2 separate regions of the Gossypium hirsutum genome follow, and region 1 is linked to region 2. The links are chromatin contacts, called in public Hi-C maps. All regions are on one chromosome and are shown on one strand. Each heading gives the region's core, a stretch centred on a gene start, on an enhancer-like site or on the middle of the called end of the contact. The rest is flanking DNA. Distances are from core to core; before and after follow the strand shown. Region 1 holds the start of LOC107897306 (AP3-complex subunit beta-A). Region 2 holds the start of LOC107960087.

The links. A called contact is a pair of places that touch in the nucleus more often than the background predicts.
Region 1: a Hi-C map of leaf shows a contact between it and region 2, with 3 times the contacts expected there. The contact joins the promoter of LOC107897306 here to the promoter of LOC107960087 in region 2. A contact is called at or near these places in 2 of 34 Hi-C or Micro-C datasets (both in leaf).

The regions. Positions count from the first base shown.
Region 1 is chrA05:41,441,593-41,446,385 of Gossypium_hirsutum_v2.1, forward strand. LOC107897306 (AP3-complex subunit beta-A) reads right to left here and starts at 3,058. Exons shown (of 11, transcript XM_016822720.2): 1 at 2,582-3,058; 2 at 2,042-2,118; 3 at 1,373-1,622; 4 at 366-992. The coding sequence starts at 2,797.
Region 2 is chrA05:40,778,404-40,782,833 of Gossypium_hirsutum_v2.1, forward strand. It overlaps LOC107960087, which reads left to right and starts at 1,985. Exons shown (of 6, transcript XM_016896297.2): 1 at 1,985-2,123; 2 at 2,371-2,445. The coding sequence starts at 2,443.

The DNA.
Region 1 (4,793 bases), core at 1,808-4,307, 660 kb after region 2:
ACATATGCAGCTACTGGCAGTATGGATGGAGCAAGACCAAACCATAATATAACCTTAAAAAAGAACTTTGTAGTAATAATTCTTGTGTAATTCATAACATAAAGACACTACAGAATCAAAAACTTCTTGAAATTATGTTAAGCAAGAACAAAACAAGGCAAAATCTTCGATGCTCATTGAAATAGAGAACTCCACGATGAAGTAAAGCATCCAACTAAGAACATTCATGGATACATACATGTGTGCATATTTTACATCGTGTTTTTATGCACAACTACCTATCAAGTTTCATATAAACATAGAACAGTATAAAGATGTCATATTGTAAATGCATGAAATAGAAGAAATAAGGACATGTAATATACCACATATTTTGAGGCATTAGAGGATCTCAGCAAATACAAGAGTGGTTTAATGATTCTCTTAACATCCTCCTTTGGTGCCATAACCCAGTGTACACCAGCTGCTGCTAGTACCACAGCACTGTTGTTACTCCATAACAGGGGAGATGTAGAATAAAGCAGGATCTTGACATCATCATTACTTTTTCCAGATGTAAATTGTGCACCATTTAATTCAAAGGACTCCCTGTTGGCATAACTTGACCTAGATAAATATTCATCCGGACCCTCCATATAGCACCTGGAAATTGTGTTTAAAAATTCAGAATCACATGTCCCACTCAAGTCAGTGGATTCCTTAACTAGTCCAAAGTCAACATCTGAACCATCTTTTGCAGAATGTGAGCTCTCAGTACATTGCAGAGAAAACATAATGGATTCTTTCACTAGCCCATGCCTTGCAATAACATAGCGTAAAAGAATTCCAATCAAGACTATCTGACCCCACTCTTCCACATCAGGAAGAATCTCACATAACTTTCTATAATTCCTCCCGACCAAAGATAAATTATATGGACAAACAGAAGCAAATGCAGCAGCAGCAGCACCAACTACGGCAGGGGAGCGGTCATTTAACAACATCCCAACAATCTGCAAAGTATAATTAATTAATGGTACAAATCCAACCCAATCGAAATGTATTATAACAAGAGATAGATGTCTAACGTGTCATGCTACTAAAGACATCTAAAATTGAACGTCCAAGTAAAGAAGCACAAATCTATGAATGTTTATTTAGGTAAAAAAATTCCTGAAAAATGCAGGCACAAAAGATGAAAAGATATTATCTTTGCATATTGCATGTCAAATTAGTCTAAAACCTTCTGTCCAAAAATACCAAACCTTTTAAGGAAGCAGTTTTTGACTGATCTTAACAATGGAAATCGAGTCGTAGCAAAGTAAGGTCATAATAAATTGTGGAAAACATGAAAGCAAAAATAACCATGAAGAAATAAATCTATCAATTGAACCTCTTCAATTGCCAAGGTATGTTCCTCTAGGCGCAAATCATGTACTTTTGGAAGAGCACTAGCTGCACATTTTCTAACATAGACAGATGGATCTCTAGCACACTTGCCCACAGCCACCAGAACAAGAGGTGCAATAACATGAAGACGAATTCCAGCCATGGTGCGAAGTGCCCATGCTCTCACCAAGGGATTAGGGTCCCCCAAATCCTTCTGGAAACAATTAATTGACAACAATGCTTCGTTGGGACGCCTACAAAATTAAACACAGAAACATTAACAATAAGTTCAATGTACCTGCTTTAACACAAGAAATACAATCCAGGTCACTCATCACCTCTCCTTTGAGCCACTATTATTTTAAACTAATGAGTTTCCACCATCTCAAGCACTGCTTTTATTAAGAAAAAGAAAAGTTCTTCAAAATGAATTGTAATTAATTAAACTTGAAAAGTGCCTAAAAACCATGATCTAATAACTAATAACTACTCTTATCTAATAACTAATTAAACTTGATACCGTTTCTATCCAGTGCAATTAGAGATAGATTTCAAGCAAGCATGTTCTTTGTTCATACTAATATTCCCTCATTTACTAATATTGCTTCTTAACATATGGAAGCAACCATAGGAAAATAAAAAGAATATTGTAAGAGAAGTTTGCGAAACATACTTTTCAGCATAATGCAGTAGATACAAATAAACAAGTTTCTTTACTTCCAAAGATTGAGATGCCACGTTTTTAACAACCTGTAATTCAAGCAACCAGAGAGATGAAAAACATATGTACACCTCAATTAACAAACAAATATAAGATTTAAAAGTATCCATTACCAAACCCTGATTTCATATCATGAATGCAATTATGAACAGCTATCTGTATTTATCAACACTCCTAGACCCGATTCAACCATTTCTTAACTAATCAGAGTACAGCTATAAATAAAGATCCAATGAATTATAACTACAACACTCGATAGCTTAATTTTCTTTCTCAATTATCCTGTGATAAGTTCACTACACCTTCTATTAAACAATGATATTTAAACTTTCAAACACTTAAATTTATTTACACTTTCCAGAAACCTTATCAGCAGTCAAAAAGGTCCTCTGAATGAAATTACAAAATCCAGATCACTTCAATATTAAATTTTAAGTAATTTTTTCAGAGTTCATTCAATAAAAAGAAATAAAAAAATGAAAAACAAATTACCTGAGGGAAGTAATTGGAGACGTCGAAGCCTTGAGCGATGAGAGCGAGGAGTCGCTTGAGAGCCTCACACTTCTCCGAATCGAATTTACTATCTAAAAGCGGAGCTATGCTGACGTCATCCGGATCGTCGTAGAGGTGAGCATCGGTTCCGATCCGGAACACCATCGTCGACGCCTTGCTCAACGTCTCCGCAGTCGCTCCGAACTGTGGAAACATTTCCGATTAGTATTTCCTTTTTTCTTCTTTACACAAATTAAGAATTCATCAAAATTGAATTTGAAAAATTAATTTCAAGGGGGAAATTGAGAAGGCTTTGTGATCTCTTGATGTACAAAGCCTTCGACGGAGTGAGCAAGTGCGGAGCTGGATATGGGATGATTGGTTAGCAGGATAAAGTTGATCCCATAGAGGATTATGATGACATACAATTTTGGAAAGGAAGCCGAGAAAAGGGTTTTGAGTGTTTAGGTCCGTCGAGATTTACTACAGGTTAAATTCTGCTATTAATCCTTGTACTTTGAGAAAGTTGTGAATTTAGTTTATATATTTTAATTTGATCAATTTTAGTTCTTATACTTTTAGAATTAGTCAACTTTAGTTCTATACTTTTTGAATTTTAAAATTTTAATATTGACTCAAACACTAGAAATTGAATATGTTTTGTTAAACTCAATGACTAGTCTTGTACTATGCATATAGTTGTAGATTTAGTTTATATTTTCCAATTGGATCATTCTAAATTCTTATACTTTTCAAATTTTGAAATTTCAATCTTGATGTAATTACAATATTTAATCCATTAATTGGACTTTTAGTGATGAATATGTGGAACTAACAAGTTAACATGACATTACACATATGATGATATGTTTGCTACATCATATTTTGAGAATAGCATAACTTAATGAATTTAACCATTATCATTTGGTGAGGACTAAAATATTAAAATTTGAATAGTACAAGGACTAAAAATAATCAAATTAAAGTACAATGATTAAATCCACAACTTTCATAAAGTACAAGGACTAATAGTAGAATTTAAGCTTTATGATATAATAGGTCTTGATGAAAATCAATTTGATTATGCTACCATTTTAATAATTTATATTTTTATAATTTTTTAAAGAATTAAATCAAATGTTTATCAATAGGGGACAAAGTGTAATTTTACCATGTATTAACTTAAAACTTTATCAATTTTAAAGGGCTAAAATATAAATTTATCATTTTAGAGGGTCGGGGTCCCTACCAACCCCCTATCGTTGCCCTTGTTTATAACGATCATTGAAATAATGCAAAAACTTAATTCAGTTGGTTTCCATTAAGAAAATACTTAATTTAGTTGACTGTCTTGATTTAAACTAGTTCAATGGTTAAACTATCCACTCAAGTTAGAAAGTTCGTCCGAAATTAGAGAGGGTTTGGACAAAAATATTAACCTCAGAAAATAAGATTAAGCAAAAAAAGTAGACCTGTTTAAAATATGGGTCAAACTTGAGTTCAAATATTCAAGACTCGAGCCCAGTCTGCTTGAATCACTTTCTATATTATTTAGATTAAATATATAGTAATTTATAATGCTATAATGCAAACATTAAAAAAAGTTAAGTGGCTTAAACGAAAACATATAAATATATTGGATATTAAATTAAAAATAATAGGGTAAACTACACCAAATGTCACTAAATTATTAGTAAGTTTACGATTTGGTCACTCAATTTCAAAAAGTTACAAAATGATCATTTCACTATTTGAAAGGTTTTTTTTAAGTCACCATATTATTCAAAAGTTTTTATTTAAGTCACTAGTTGTTAAGTTTCTTTTTTAAGTTTGGTTAGTGAGCTCCAAGTGACGATTCGATGACCGGTACAATGGATCAGTATCCATTAACAAGTAGAAGAACATACCTTCAATTCAAGTTGATCCAGCAATTAGTGTCAAAGATCGAAGAAAAAAGCTGCTTGGAGTTTGGCTCGCAAACTGGTGGCATTCAAAGTTGTTTCTTGAAAAACAATAAATTGTAGAAGAGAAGAGAAAAAGAGCTTTCATTTGGTGCAGGCCGTGTGAACAAAAAGAGCCATATAGTAGCGATTTTAACAACTCAGTGACTTAAATGAAAACTTTCAAATAGTTTAGTGACCATTTTATAAATTTTTAAAGTTGAGCGACCAAAACATAAACTTACTAATAGTTTAGTGACCTTGGGTATAGT
Region 2 (4,430 bases), core at 735-3,234:
ATATAAATAGTCAATATGACTAAACACTTCAATAATATAAATAATATAAAATGTGAAATTTAATAATATAAATAGTATATATAAATAAAATTATTACTATTTATGTTTAGTGATTTTTTTGGATAATTTTGATTTTTTATTTGAAAGTAAAGGGTGAGAAGTAAAAGTTTAGGAGGAAAATAAAAAGTTTTGGGGAATAAAAGTTTGAGGGAAAGTAAATGGGGGGTAAAATTTTGGAGGGAAAATATTAAAAAAAAATTGGAGGGGTGATGGGTTTGGGGTAGATAGGAGGTGAGTTTGGAAGGGAGTAAAAGTTTTAGGGGGAAAGTGGGAGGGAGTAACAATTTTGGGGGAATATAAAAAGTTTTGAGGGTTTTTGGGAGTAAATTTTTGAGAAAAAGTAAATGGGAGAGTAAAATTTTGGTGAGAAATGGATTTTGGGTAGATTGGGGGTTGGGATGGGAGGGGAGTAAAAGTTTTAGGGGGAAAGTGGGAAGGAGTAAAAGTTTTGAGAGAAAAGTAAAAGGTTTGAGAGCTTGGGGTAAAAATGTAAAATATTATAGTTTGATATTCGAATTATTCGAGTTATTCGAATTTAAAAACTCAACTCGATTCGAACTCGAAATTCGAAAAAAATTCGAGTTGACCCGAATAATTCGATTAATTCGAATAACTCGATTCATTTAACTCGAAATTCGAATTTTTTTTCGATTTTTTCGAGTCGAATTGAATTTTGCTCACCCCTAACATCAATGGTCGAGATTAGAGCCAACATTTGTTGCGAATTCTCAATTATATGTGTCGCAAGTTTAGCTCAGACAAATAACCTGATGTGTAGTTATAAATGTTTAGCCTGGATGAATAACCTGATATGTATATGTTCAGCTCAGACAAGCAATTGGTGTAGTGTAGATACCTATGTATCCAAGTCCGTTTACTAGGTTTCATCGGGCGAATAAGTTCATATAAAAATGAAAAATTGAAATGGGATGAATTGAACTTGATAATCCAAATGGCAAGTTATTAAATAAATTGAGCAAGAAACATTGATTTAGGTAATGCCTTTGATAAGTATGTGAGTATATTATCCCTTGATTGAATAAGAATTGGAGATTGTTACCTAATGTGACATGAATTGGTATGTTAAGCACTTATGGTATCTTGTGATATTAATTTTTAACCAAATGCTTAAAATGTTAGCTTTTTCATTCGGGCTGAGCTTGGGCAAAATTTTAGGCCCATTTTCGGATCAAGCTGAACCCGAGCTTATAAAACTAGCTTAAAATTTTATTATAACTCAATCCAACCCATGATTACCTCAAGTTCGAAATCACCAAATCCAACTTCAAACTTTCATACTTCCAAACTTTCGATTTGGCTTTTTAACTACTTGATCATCTTACAAATTAGACAATAACTTCTTCTCACTGATCCTAAGCCTTTCACCAGTTAGTTTTTTGAAATGGCCTCTCTAAACCTACAACCATGAAACTTAATATGTTTTCTTTTTTCTTGTTTTATCCTGCAATGGTTATCCCTTGAGGATATCTAAATGTTTAAAGTTTTTGTACTTGTATTTTTCCTTGTAAAAGGAAAATGGAAAATTATTTCAAAATCTTGACATGACCTATCAGTATCTTTTTCTACAAAAGTGACATGAGGCATTATAATAACGATCCACATGTTAGGCATTAACGCCGTTAGACCCAAGTATCAGATTAGATTACAGAATAAAAGTACAGGGGCAAAGTGACCATTTAGAAACAGTAGGTATCACATTGAAAATTTTGGTAAAGTAAAGAGGGCAAAGTTGCCATTATCCCTGACCAAATTTTATGTTTTAACGGCCACGATTTTCCCCTCATTCTCAACTGGTACCCAAATCACGATTGACTCCACGTGTCGGATGGAAATTAAGGAGTCCATTAATTGAAAATCCTTCGGCAGTACAGTATATAATTTCTCTCTTTCCTATTTAAAGGCTGGGACGCTCTGAGTCGTTTTTTCAATGTATTCCGTACTACTCACTTTCACTTCAAAAAAATTAAAAAGGAAAAAAAATCGGTTGATTATCTCCGGTGAGTTCAAGCCGGGAAGTCTTACCGGCGATCTCTCCGGAAAAGGTATTAGCTTAGAGACTCGCTCATTTATTGTAATTTCTAGGCTTTTGTTTCACACCATTGCTTGCAAAAGACGGTTTAAGTTCTATGTAAAATTCAGAGAAAACTGAACAAAAGTTGGGTTTTTTAACCTTATTTTTATAAATACAAAGAAATGTTAATATTTCCTTTTTTTGAATCGAGTAATGCATGCAAAATTTGTGACTAAAGGTCTATTGATTTGATTAATTTGTCTTTTCAATTTCTGAAGGTGTTTTGGAGGGTGAAAGAAGCTTGGTTTTTGATTGAGTGAAGACGAGTCTGATTGTAAGGTTGGCGAGAAATGGTATGATCGCAACTCTTTTCGGAGCTCTTTTTATTGCATGCAAATGTTTTATTCGAGTTTCGTTGTTTTCTTGTTAATTTTTTTTAAAAAAAAAATTCTCCTTTTCATTCCTCATTTCATATTTGTTTGATTTCATAGTCTGTTTTGTTGTACTTTTCTAGATATTGTTTTGAATTTTTTTTAATGAATTAATGTGCTTACATGGAGTTTTTATTTTCTCACGAAGTTGAATGTTGTTAGTTGAATGGTACTTTGGTGCGCCAGAAATTTAAAAATGTGGATGGTTTGTGCTTTATATATACATAATTGCAAATATGATAGCTTCTATCGTGTTGGAGCTTTGAGAAATTTAAAATTTTATGTTTTAACAGTTATTGTGATGATGGTTTGTTTTAGACATATAACTGGTGATTTATACTTGGTTTCGTTAGGTTGGAATTTGAAGAATTAAAATGCATTAGTAAAAATAATCTGATTATCGCTTGCCTTTGAAATGCGGTTATGGTGATTAATCTTAGGTTCCTTTCTTTCACAGCTTTTAAGGCATTTAAATGTGTTTTAAGGATGCAGATATGTTGGTTAGTGTAAGGTTCCATTATTTAGTAGCTTTGAGGAATTTAAATGTTGTAATCAATGTTGCCGTGCTATGTGTGTAGCCCAAATATGGAGATATACTGATTTATGTTAGTTTTGTATGCAAAGTAATCAGAATGATTACTTTCTTAGTCAAGAATATAAGGTGCATTACGTGACGTTTGATTAGGTTCGAATTAAGGAATGTAAATACTTTAATAAAAGTAATGGTGACAATTATGTCTGTTAGACATACAAAAATGTTAATTTATGCTAGGTTCTCTGCTGCTGTCAGAAGTTCAAGGAATTTGAAAATCCTAATGAAAGCAAATGACTAAATTAGATGATCATGCACCTTAGATATGTACATGCTGATTTATTTTAGGTTTAATTATGCTGAAAATTGAGGGATTTTAATTATTAATGAATGCAATGCTGACGGTTATGTGCCTCGGGTAGGCAGACATGGTGATCCATGTCATATTCAAGCAATTTGGAGCTTTGGCATTAGCAATTTCCATGACTGATATGCTGATTTAAACCATTTGCATTTACCAGCTGTTGGTTTTTCTGTATATTCCCTTTGGTTATGCACTAGTTGATGGTCTGAGAGTCAATCGATTGTAGAAGTTGGGTAGAATCCGTCTAAAATATGCACTAGTTGATGGTCTGAGAGTCAATCGACCATATAAGTTGGGTAGAATCTGACTAAAACAGAAAGGACACATTTGCTTCAGAGAATATTAATTGAAAATATTCTTGTGGTTACTACTGTAGACTTTAACATTATCGAATATATATATTATAAGAAAAAATCTAATAGTTTTATGATTTAAAGTAAAATAAGTTCTCTAATAAACAAATGAAGGAGATCCAAATAAATCACTATTTTCTTTGTTACGTCAACTAATTTTTTCAGCTCACTTTTTCTTAAAATTTCAAGGTGAAAAGAGCTTTGTTTTTCTTTTGACTACATTAACTAATTGCACTGTGGTATGTTTGTCCATTATGCGTATTGTCTAGAAGGCTGAGTTGCACTTTGCTTAAAGTTTTGGACTTGCATGTTTGACCTAAAAGTATCCATCGTACGGTATGGATACCCACATCTTGTTAAAATTTCATAGAAAACATGAAAGACAATGCCTTATGTATAAATAAGATTTCTTTTTCTATTTTTCTTGATCAAACAACAGTACCCATTTATTGGAAAAAAAAAATTACATAAACAATTATATAAATGCATGGACATTTAGTATGTTTACACATGCTTTATGAAACTTCAGATGATTCTCATTTTGATTCTATGGTGTGGTGGTGCTTATATTCATAACATGTAGAATTGAAGCCATCATGGTCTTGACAACTATTTTCTTTAGTTGCTTTTCGTTGTTTCAGCATCATCATTGTGCACA